Linked DNA regions of Bicyclus anynana: region 2 is linked to region 1. The links are chromatin contacts, called in public Hi-C maps. All regions are on one chromosome and are shown on one strand. The core of a region is the stretch at or near the end of the contact, and the rest is flanking DNA. Distances in the headings are between cores, read along the strand shown. Region 1 overlaps LOC112053841 (calcium-binding mitochondrial carrier protein SCaMC-2). Region 2 holds the start of LOC112053841 (calcium-binding mitochondrial carrier protein SCaMC-2).

Region 1 (4,754 bases), core at 786-3,285:
ACCGGTGGGTTTGGGCGATCACAGAAGAATCGCCTGATGAGACCCGAAGGCTGAAATAAAGATAGAGGACGGAACGACTCTCTAAGGGTGCCTTCTATGAGACTCGGACCTCGGCTGAGGGCCATTCGGGAGAGAGTAACCGTGACCTGAGTGAATCAGTCGCCAAGGTCGTGAGTTAGAAACCCACGTCCTGGTGACGTTAGATATCGGGACCTCGTCTTCGCCGGCGAAGACGCTGTGTAGCTTGTGATTGTGTTGCATTGTCGGTCGTCATGTCATCGTCTGGATCGTAAAGGACGTTTTTGCGACGCCTCTGCTTGAAGTTAGCCTTAAGGGAATGTAGTTGTAGGCCTCAACTACTAGTTGGTTGGGATTGATGGCAGCTCTGTCGAAATAGCTTCGAGAGAGTATACAAATGTATCAATTCTTTCACAGCCTCAAATTAAAACACGTCTCTCAACCATGTGTCCCAGTTATTTTGGGCACATCACACGCCATGATAACAACTTGGAAAAAAGTTATTGTGATGGGAAATGTGGAAGACAAACGACAACGAAGTAGATCTCCAACCCGATGGATGGATTTAATTTTATGTTTTCGACTATTATTACCACCATTAGATTAATTTAAATTATGACATAATTTGACTTTTCAAAAATGTTTGTATGCTAAGCCTAATTGAAATAAATGAATTTTGATGGTCGGATCTTCTCAAGGAAAGAAGAGCCCGCACCTTTTACAGTGCCGTCCAAATGGCCAGCGACCGGTACTCCATGGAGGAGCATTGTATACCGAAAAATGACTCGCCAAGGTGGTCACGATCCTCAGTCATGAGGGACCAACTGGAGCGAGAAAGTAATGAGATTAAACGTATTGTGATAAATATAGTATATCTTCGAAAACAATTCGATTTGTATTGTGGTAACATCGATCTCATATCAAAAAGTGGATGCACAATCAGCGACCAAAACACGTCCCCACTCAATGAGTGCCAAACAGAACTTCTTGGCACTTAATTCAAGTAGTCGCATTTGCAAATTCCACCTTAAACTGAATTTTTAAGGTTGAATTTGTTTCTGAATTTAGGATTTTATTGAATAATGGACTTTATTTAAAAAGGTGTAATTTTCTTTACCAATAATTCTAAAACCGTCAAAGCAAAATTGGCCAGTTTTTAAGTGAAATTTCCTACATGATTGTGCGTCCTTTTATTATAAGAGGTCAATGGGTGGTAATAATATCGGCCAGAATTAGAAATGACATTCAGCACCAAATCTATTGCCAGCTTTGATTTTAACTCCCTGTCAAAATATTAACATTATTCAATCTAATAATAATACATTTAATAAATAGGCAGTGATCGTAATTCGCGTATTGCAAGGTCCTTCTGAAGCCTAATGACCGGTTGGTGGCATCAAAGCTCTGCCGAATCTTGTTATACATTTTAATTTTATTTGTAGTTTACATTAAAAATTATGAATAATAATAAAATGAAAAAAACAAAATAAAAATAAATAAACGAGAAAGTGAAATATTTAAAAACAAAAAGTAAGGATATGTTTGGAAATAAGGTTAGAATGTTGGGGACAAAACAATAAAAAAAGAAAATAAAAAAAATATATTTTTTTTAATTACATTACTCATCACAGATGCATTATTACGTCATATTACACATTCACACCGTTTCAATTTCATTTAAAAGTATCAACTGTTAAAAAAAATTAAAATTTACCTACTACACATTTAAAACAATTTCTTTCAGAGCTACTGAAATTCAAAATTGGAATATAATATTAACAAATAAAATAAATAATTAATTAACTTAACAGTTAACATACACGAGAGCTATTTACATTAAAATGCAAAGTGTCCTACATATGCTTAGATTAGAATGTGATGTTTCCTCGAGCCAGGTCGCAGTCGAGTTAGTGAGTGGAGCTGTGGCGGCGCTGGGCCGCGGAGGGGGGGCGTGACGTCATCACGTCATGTTGACGCCGAGCGAGCGGCTCGCGTACTCGTAGACTACGTACGAGATGGACACGGCAGGGATCACTTTGATGAAGTTGGGTGTGATCCCACGGTACAGGCCGCGGATCCCTTCGCGCTGGACGATCTCGCGAAACGCGCCGCGCATCGTGCCCTCGGCGCCTTTCGCGGCTTTCTCTGTAACAACACGCATACCGTATTGTATATAAATTAAGAGTATGCTAATAGTAACGCAATTTTTTAAAAGCAACAGGGTATCTGCGATCATTACTTTCGGAGCTACAGGGATTTAAATGGTCAGATTTGCGGCGCTGCCGCGGATCCCTGAAAAACGAACCATACACAATGGTACGAATTAATGACGTCGTAGGTATATAATGTAACCAAAGCACAAAGAAATCATTACACATTCCTCTTATTAGTATGGGCGTTCAAACGAAATTACTAATACGAGTATCTTTGTTATTTGTGCGTTTATGTTTGTAGATCTTTTATTAAAAAAACGTCACATTTAATGTGAGGAAGCTAAAACTGTATGAATTTTCATCTAATTACGATAAAAGAATTTTAATAGGTTTTGAAATTTTATAATCTTAATTGCTTTACAAAAATCCAGACAATCTTTGTTATTTATGTATAAATTAGTTAACAATGACCTTATTTATCCGAATGTACCATAAAAATCAATATATTCAAACCTAGTCATCATTCCCATACACATCATCATCATCATTATCAGCGGCGTGAATAAAGGTATTTAAATAGAGTAGGCACCAATGATATTTTTTATTTGTCTCACTGGTTTATATACTTCTTCAAGTTAGGTAACCTGGAAGAAATCGCTATTAGTGATAAGGTCGCCTCTTAAAATGGTCTCACTGCATATTATCTTTAGTTCTAAAATTTTGTATGTTTATATATTATGTTTGTTGCAATAAAGTTATTTAAATAAATAAATTGTATACTAGAGTTGTCTCAGTTTTGACGCGCTAGTGCTCCACCTAAACATCGTCTTCAATGTCGAGTTGTGTGTTCAGGAAGTGTAAAAAATGGCGATTGCCTGTAGATGTGAGATTGCCATAAGCCATTGTGTGTGGAAAAATCTCAGAGAGTGGACCGGGATCGCGAGCGCCGCACAATTATTTCGCCTCGCAAAGGATTGAGACGAGTTCAAGAAACTGACTGCCTGAGTTGAAGAAACCTTCGCTAGTCGGAGAGGCACCTTAAGAAGAAGATTGTGTATTGGACCCTTAAGATGGTAGTGTTAAAACAGAATAGTACCTTGCGCTTGCAACCTCGTCCGCACCAATGCCAGCGGGTAGGAGCACACTTGGCCCAGCGTGCACGACGTGCTGCCGCACGCCAGCAGTAGCAGCACCCCCGGCTGCTCGTTGTGCGCCTGGTACTTGTTGATGTACTTCTTCTTCAGGGTCTCGTACACTGCGAGATCGATGCCGGCGTAAGGCACTATCCCCAGGATGTTTGGAATGTATCCTTTGTAGAAACACTTCAGTCCTTCTCTAGCATATATCTTCCTCGCTGCATCCATGATGCCGCTATATTGGCCAGTTTTTCTTAAAGCTAATCTTGTCTTTAGCACCTCTAGTGGGTAAATCACAGTTTGACTAATCGCGCCGGCTGTGGCACCGGCCGCGAACCTCTCATATATCTCTAGCGGTTGATTATTCTTCTCTCCTTTTATTAGACGTTTGACTTGCTCGTACGCGGCGAACTTTAACGCCGATTCTGGCGCTATTTTTATTACATTTATACCGTTACCTCGCCACAGACCGCTAATACCTCCTTCGTTTATCATTTTCGCTAAGCATTTCGTCATATTTTCTCTAGTTGGATTCACCTGAAAAACCAAAGCACAAAGAAATCATTACACATTCCTGTTATGAAATGTTCTCCAAGATTATTTTTAAAAAATCTTTTGAATAGCTGGCTCGTTGTTACAATAGTTCACCTATGTAGTTTCGGATAATGAAATCCTAAGGATCTAATCCTGGGTCAAGCTGTGAAATATTTAGCTTTTGTCAAATATTTAGTAGCAGCCCGAGGTGGAAAGTCGGTGGTACTCCCTCGGACACGTTAATCTAACGGGCCGATCACAATTTGATACTGATTGCTATCATGTTTCATTATGAGTTTGATAGTGCAGCTTTAGTGGATTTAAGCTTTATATCCTATCCTTTAATGAAGGCCTGCTTTGTAAAGGGCCGCTAACAGCCTGATAGTGTTGATCAACGATCAATACTATCCTGACGGCTGAGATATGTTACACTGTGAATATTGTCCCTGCGTTCTTCTTGAAACCCTTTTTTTCTTATGAAATGCAGTAAAATCGTTTTCATGTTTTACAGTGCTTGTTTACTGTATATACAATATACATTATAGGTTAATGTGTATGATGAATATATTATATGTATGTATATTCATCTGCTATTGCAGTGCATATTTCAAATATTATTGATTACTAGCAGACGCCTTGCGGTTTCATCCGCGTAGTTCGCGATCCCGTGGGAATCATAATTAACAAACAATATCACCACAGAGAGGTATTGGTTCAATTCCCGCCCGCTGGACTATTGTCGTACCCACTCATAACACAATATATTCCCGTTCACAATTTTCAATCAGTTTATCTAACAGTGTTCACAATCTTACGGTGGCATATAAATAAAATGTTTTATCTAATGTATGTATGTCATCATCATCATAATCAGCCGATAGACGTCCACAGCTGGACATAGGCATCTTGCATG
Region 2 (4,943 bases), core at 1,043-3,542, 45 kb after region 1:
GACTGCCATGTGAAAGTGGCGTTAGTGTTCCAGTATGATGTTGGGTGTAACCTCTATGTAGGTCTGTTATATATGTAGACAATAGACATAGACCATAGCTCATTAGCTCTCCTCACTCATGTGTAAAATAAATCTAATCATAAGAAAATATCTCTAACATACAAAATATTGTCTCAGTTTTTCTCAAGGTGATATGTTATGTCAACGAGATAATCTTTTCAGATTTTCAATGTACTCATATTACATGTTGCATGCAAAATATAATTTATATATAAGGAAAATCAGTAATTGTATTTTTTTTAAAGAATATTTGCCATATATTTTAAATATAACCAATATTCTCATTCCCTTCTAACTAGTTGGGAAAGACTGTATTAGGAGTGGGTACCACAATAAACCAACAGGGCGGGGATCGAACCATCACCCCGCAGTGTTAAATCTGACCGCTGTTACTGTTGAGCTATTAAGGCTTCTAACAGGAACATTATAGTAAGTATTCTTTAAAATAATTTTGGTTAATGGTTAAAACAGTGCAAACTTTTAACCCCTATTTTACTCTTCTTCTATTTTCATTTTAGGGTCAATAAGTACCTTATGTTTTGCTCCTAGGTAACAAAGTTAACAAAGAGACAGACTTACTATCTCATTTATAATATTAGTATATATACATTTTAAAATTTCCATCTGACATGGCATGATGTTTGTTCCCATAAATATAAAAGCTTAAATGAGGAAACGCTTCACTGGAATTAGGATGTGTTAATTTACTTTACTTGGTTACCATAATTTTCAATTTACAAAAGTCAATGGAATAGTTTAGTATGTCACGTGTCTCAAACGGTGAAGGTAAACATCATCAGGAAACCTGTGAAGTCTACCAATCTGCATTGGGCCAGTGTGGTGGACTATTGGCCTAACTCTCTCATCCTGAAAGGAGACTCTCGAGCTCAGCAGTGAGCTGAATATGGGTTAATAATGGTGATGAACAATTAAGCTGTGCAGTTATTATAGTATCTGAAATAATACATGAACAATTTGTGTTTTATCAACTCAATTATTTTTTGTGTTGTTTACTCTACATAAAGTCTCAAAATATAGAACAATCTCTGACCAACAAAAGCAACAGAAATTGCCACTCCAGAAGACATTCAGTACGATATTCATGGAGGAGAATGAGAAATGAAACTCAGCTATGGCTCAACTAGTTTTATAAATATACAATTTATTTCTAAAATCTGTAAAACAGGTCTACCAACTGCCAACACCACACTTCATTTTATAGATTATGTAATAGCAGTACTGTAAGTTTATAAAAAAATTAAATATTTGTAATTATGAAGTGTGAAATTTCATAATGAACTCAAAAAACACTGATACCTGACATAAATAATCATGAATGAGGTCATTAAAGTAATTTATTTGTATCTACCATGCATATTATTTATATGATTCATTTAAATGTAGGTATACAAACTTAGTTAGGTACCTATTTCTACTCAAACAGAGTTAGCCTAGCATGGTCTGTCCGTAAAGTTCAGGAGAAAATTGTACTTCCAACTTTATTGTTTGCCAGTATTTGTTCAAAGTAATTTCACCTCTTACGTGTATTATTTATTTTAAATGTTATAATATTATTTTTTTGTACTTAATATGTGGTATGTATGATTAGATGATTACTAATTATCCATAAGCAAAATAATTATTTTGCTTATTGAAATTAGTAATAATTTCCATTGAACTGAGTGATGATTAATAAAGAATAATTAAAAATTAAAAAGATAACCGTGTTCTTAATTTAAAGAACAGTCGACAAGTTGGTGACGTACGAATAAATGAAAGTTAAAACTGTTGTAATGATGTACCGTTAGTTAGCAAAGTTAATTTTCAGATTCTAACCTCTGCGTAACTCCTATTAATGTGTGGGGCCAACTCCTTAAGCGCAACAGACAGGTCGTGGATATCAATTTTTCCATTTCCATCGGTGTCTAATTTAGAAAATAGCTTTTCTAGTCTTTCTTCGTCTTCTTTTGGTAGTTCTTCTATTTCCAAAGGTGGATGGCACTGCACCATGGTGACTGTTCTCGGCGTAAGTACTATTGCTTAAACAAGTTAAAATGTCTTGTACGTATTTGGGGGCATACATTACTTTAGCCTAATATATGAAAAATACTACTAAAATCATTTTTGCGGAATCTCGCGATTCTCATTTAAAAGGGAATTTTGAAATTTGACAGGTATCTTCCGACTTCCTGCTTAGGCACCACGGCACTACTGGCTACTGGTAGTGGTAAATACTACACTAACTACTACATAGGTAAAGTAAGTAGGTTGCAAACTTCAGTATCAGATGTTGGCATACTTTACCCACACAATGATAAATTATACAGCACTGCGGCGAATGCTAGCGACATCTCCATTTGTTTTCGTCAACTAAAAATTGTCTATTGATAGCCAAAGACCAATAGCAAATTTTAATTATAATTTAAAATGTCACTTCATCATTAACAATATTAATATATTTCATTAACAATGCAACATTGCTTAAGATATATTAATGGTGAATGTAAAGTAGTCGTAGAAATTAAGGGTCCGCGGGAACAGTTTTAGAACTTATCAAGAGATGGCGCATTTTTATTTTAATAGATATTTAATTTGTCTTTACTTCTCAGTTTCGAAAGCTATACTACCACATAAATGCACATAAAATGAGTGTGACATCTATGAGAAGTTAATAAAAATGGAACTAACTAATAAACTCGCTGTGTGGCAGCACCAGCACCACATTTACTGTCACTATCACAATGATCTGCCATTATAGAACAACTAAATTAGTATTGATAGTTTTGTCAGATTATTAAAATCATAGTGGGAATTATTCGAAGACCAACTACAATAAATAATTTTATTTATATAAATGAGATTGACTTCAATTTAATAAATGCAAATCATGAAATCAGCTATCATAGTACCCTCACATGATGCTTTCTTCGGGGCTAGATATATATATTGGATAAAAATAGGTATTATTTTCAATCATCAGATCATCATTAATATACAAACATAATATTACCTGCGTATAGAGCAAAACGTGACGTAATAGCCCAGTGGATATGACCCCTATCTTCGATTCAGAGGACTTAGGTTCGCATCCGGTCCGGGGCATGCACCTCCAACTTTTCGGTTGTGTGCATTTAAGAAATTAAATATCACGTATCTCAAATGGTGAGAAAATCTGCATACCTCATTTTCTCAATTTTCTACCAATCTACATTGGGACAGCGTGGTGGACTATTGGCCTAACCCCTTTTATTCTGAGGGGAGACTCGAGCTCAGCAGTGAGCCGAATATGGGATGATACTGATGATAGAACAAAATATCAATGACTAGCGGACGCCCGCAACTTCATCCGCGTGGAATTTAGTTTTTCACAAATCCCTCGGGAACCATGGATTTTTTCAGGATATAAAGTAACCTATGTGTTAATCCACAGAATAGACATCGCTAAAAGCTAACGCTTTTAGCAATAGAAGTAGCATAGGGGCGTGGCCCGCTTACACCCGGGTGTGCGGAGCTTCGCAAGCCTATCCGCGCATGTACTAGCAGTCTTGTTTCGTTGACTGACACGTTACGTCCTGCGGTTGTCAAATTCGGTAAATGAAAATAATTAAAAACGATTAGAAAAATGCTGTATTGTGCCGTTTTGGAATACAAAAATGATAGCCGCCACAAACATGTATCAAATTATGGTGTCTCGTACCATCGTTAAGACGTATTTTATTATATTTTCATTAAAATATGAAAAAATAATTTTACTCAAAGTCACAAACTAAAATTAACTTTACGGGAATAGTACTAAAGTTTACTTTATTTTAATACAAGTTCGATTTTCTCGAAGATTCTGTTGACACCAGTGGCCATACATTTGCTGCGTCAACAACAACAGCAAAACTATCATAAATCAAAAATATACAAAAATGATTTTATTGCAATAATTCTTCTATTCCTAATTAAATGTATTAATTATTAATATTAATAATTCTTGTTATTTTATATTTATATAATAATAAATAAATATACGATTATTTTATTGATTTCCAAGCCAAAGGTTCTCAATTGAAAAGCAGCATATTTTATGCTTTTAATATCTCCTCTAGCATTAAGTTTATCAGAAAACTGCAAAACATTTTAAAAATATGATTCCAATGTATATATTATATTATGCTTTATGTAAAATAAGAGGAAAAATAGACCAATAAATTGTTTTTATTTTTCTTGTTTTAGTTCTTCTGAAAAAAGTGTAATTTTGATTTATGTTAGTTTTGAATTTAAGCAGCTGCAATATGTCATTTGGCTATTCATTTAGGGATGTCGATAATAATATATCGATATTGTATATCTACTACTATTATATTATGATAACACGATAATGATGAAATTTTCGAAAAAATTTTTTAGGAATCCGGAGAGGAAAAAAATTAATCGAGGCGACTAGGAAGCAAAATTTGTTTTATGCAAAACCGCATTGTTATTTGTTCCAAAAATTTTACGCAGTCAGACACGTTAATGTAAAGTGGAAACAGAAGATATTTAGTAGTCACGGCAGTGCCAAACAAAAAGATTATTTTTTTCTAAAAGTCGTATTCGTGTCTTTTAGGATACAAATAAAGTGACGTACTTAAAGTGTTAGGAACGTCAAGTCTGAGTATTTGTAATTGACCTATTGACTATTGAGACTACTAACGGGTTGGAAAATAATCTACTGGTAACATTCATCATGAAACTCATTATAGTTAAATAGGAATTAATTGAGTTATTTTCTGCAAAAACCGACGAATTAAAAAAAAATATACATTTGTATATATTTATGTGTTTTGTATATATTTAGGAACTATTTTTACTTTGCAGAAAAGAGTGAATCTTTTCGTTGAAATATTTAGGAATTA

The links. Hi-C and Micro-C count contacts between places; a contact is called where the count stands out from the background.
Region 2: a Hi-C map of whole body shows a contact between it and region 1, with 3 times the contacts expected there. The contact joins the promoter of LOC112053841 here to the enhancer-like site in region 1. A contact is called at or near these places in 2 of 2 Hi-C or Micro-C datasets (whole body and whole larva).

Annotation. Positions count from the first base shown.
Region 1 is chrZ:12,581,581-12,586,334 of ilBicAnyn1.1, forward strand. It overlaps LOC112053841 (calcium-binding mitochondrial carrier protein SCaMC-2), which reads right to left. Exons shown (of 7, transcript XM_024093405.2): 6 at 3,268-3,844; 7 at 1,604-2,163. The coding sequence ends at 1,979. Among protein-coding and RNA genes, the nearest start is that of LOC112053845, 8.8 kb to the left of the region's middle. Within about 2 kb of position 2,036, at least 1 of the 8 cell types and tissues checked has open chromatin away from gene starts, as enhancers often do.
Region 2 is chrZ:12,626,441-12,631,383 of ilBicAnyn1.1, forward strand. LOC112053841 (calcium-binding mitochondrial carrier protein SCaMC-2) reads right to left here and starts at 2,293. Exons shown (of 7, transcript XM_024093405.2): 1 at 1,897-2,293. The coding sequence starts at 2,070.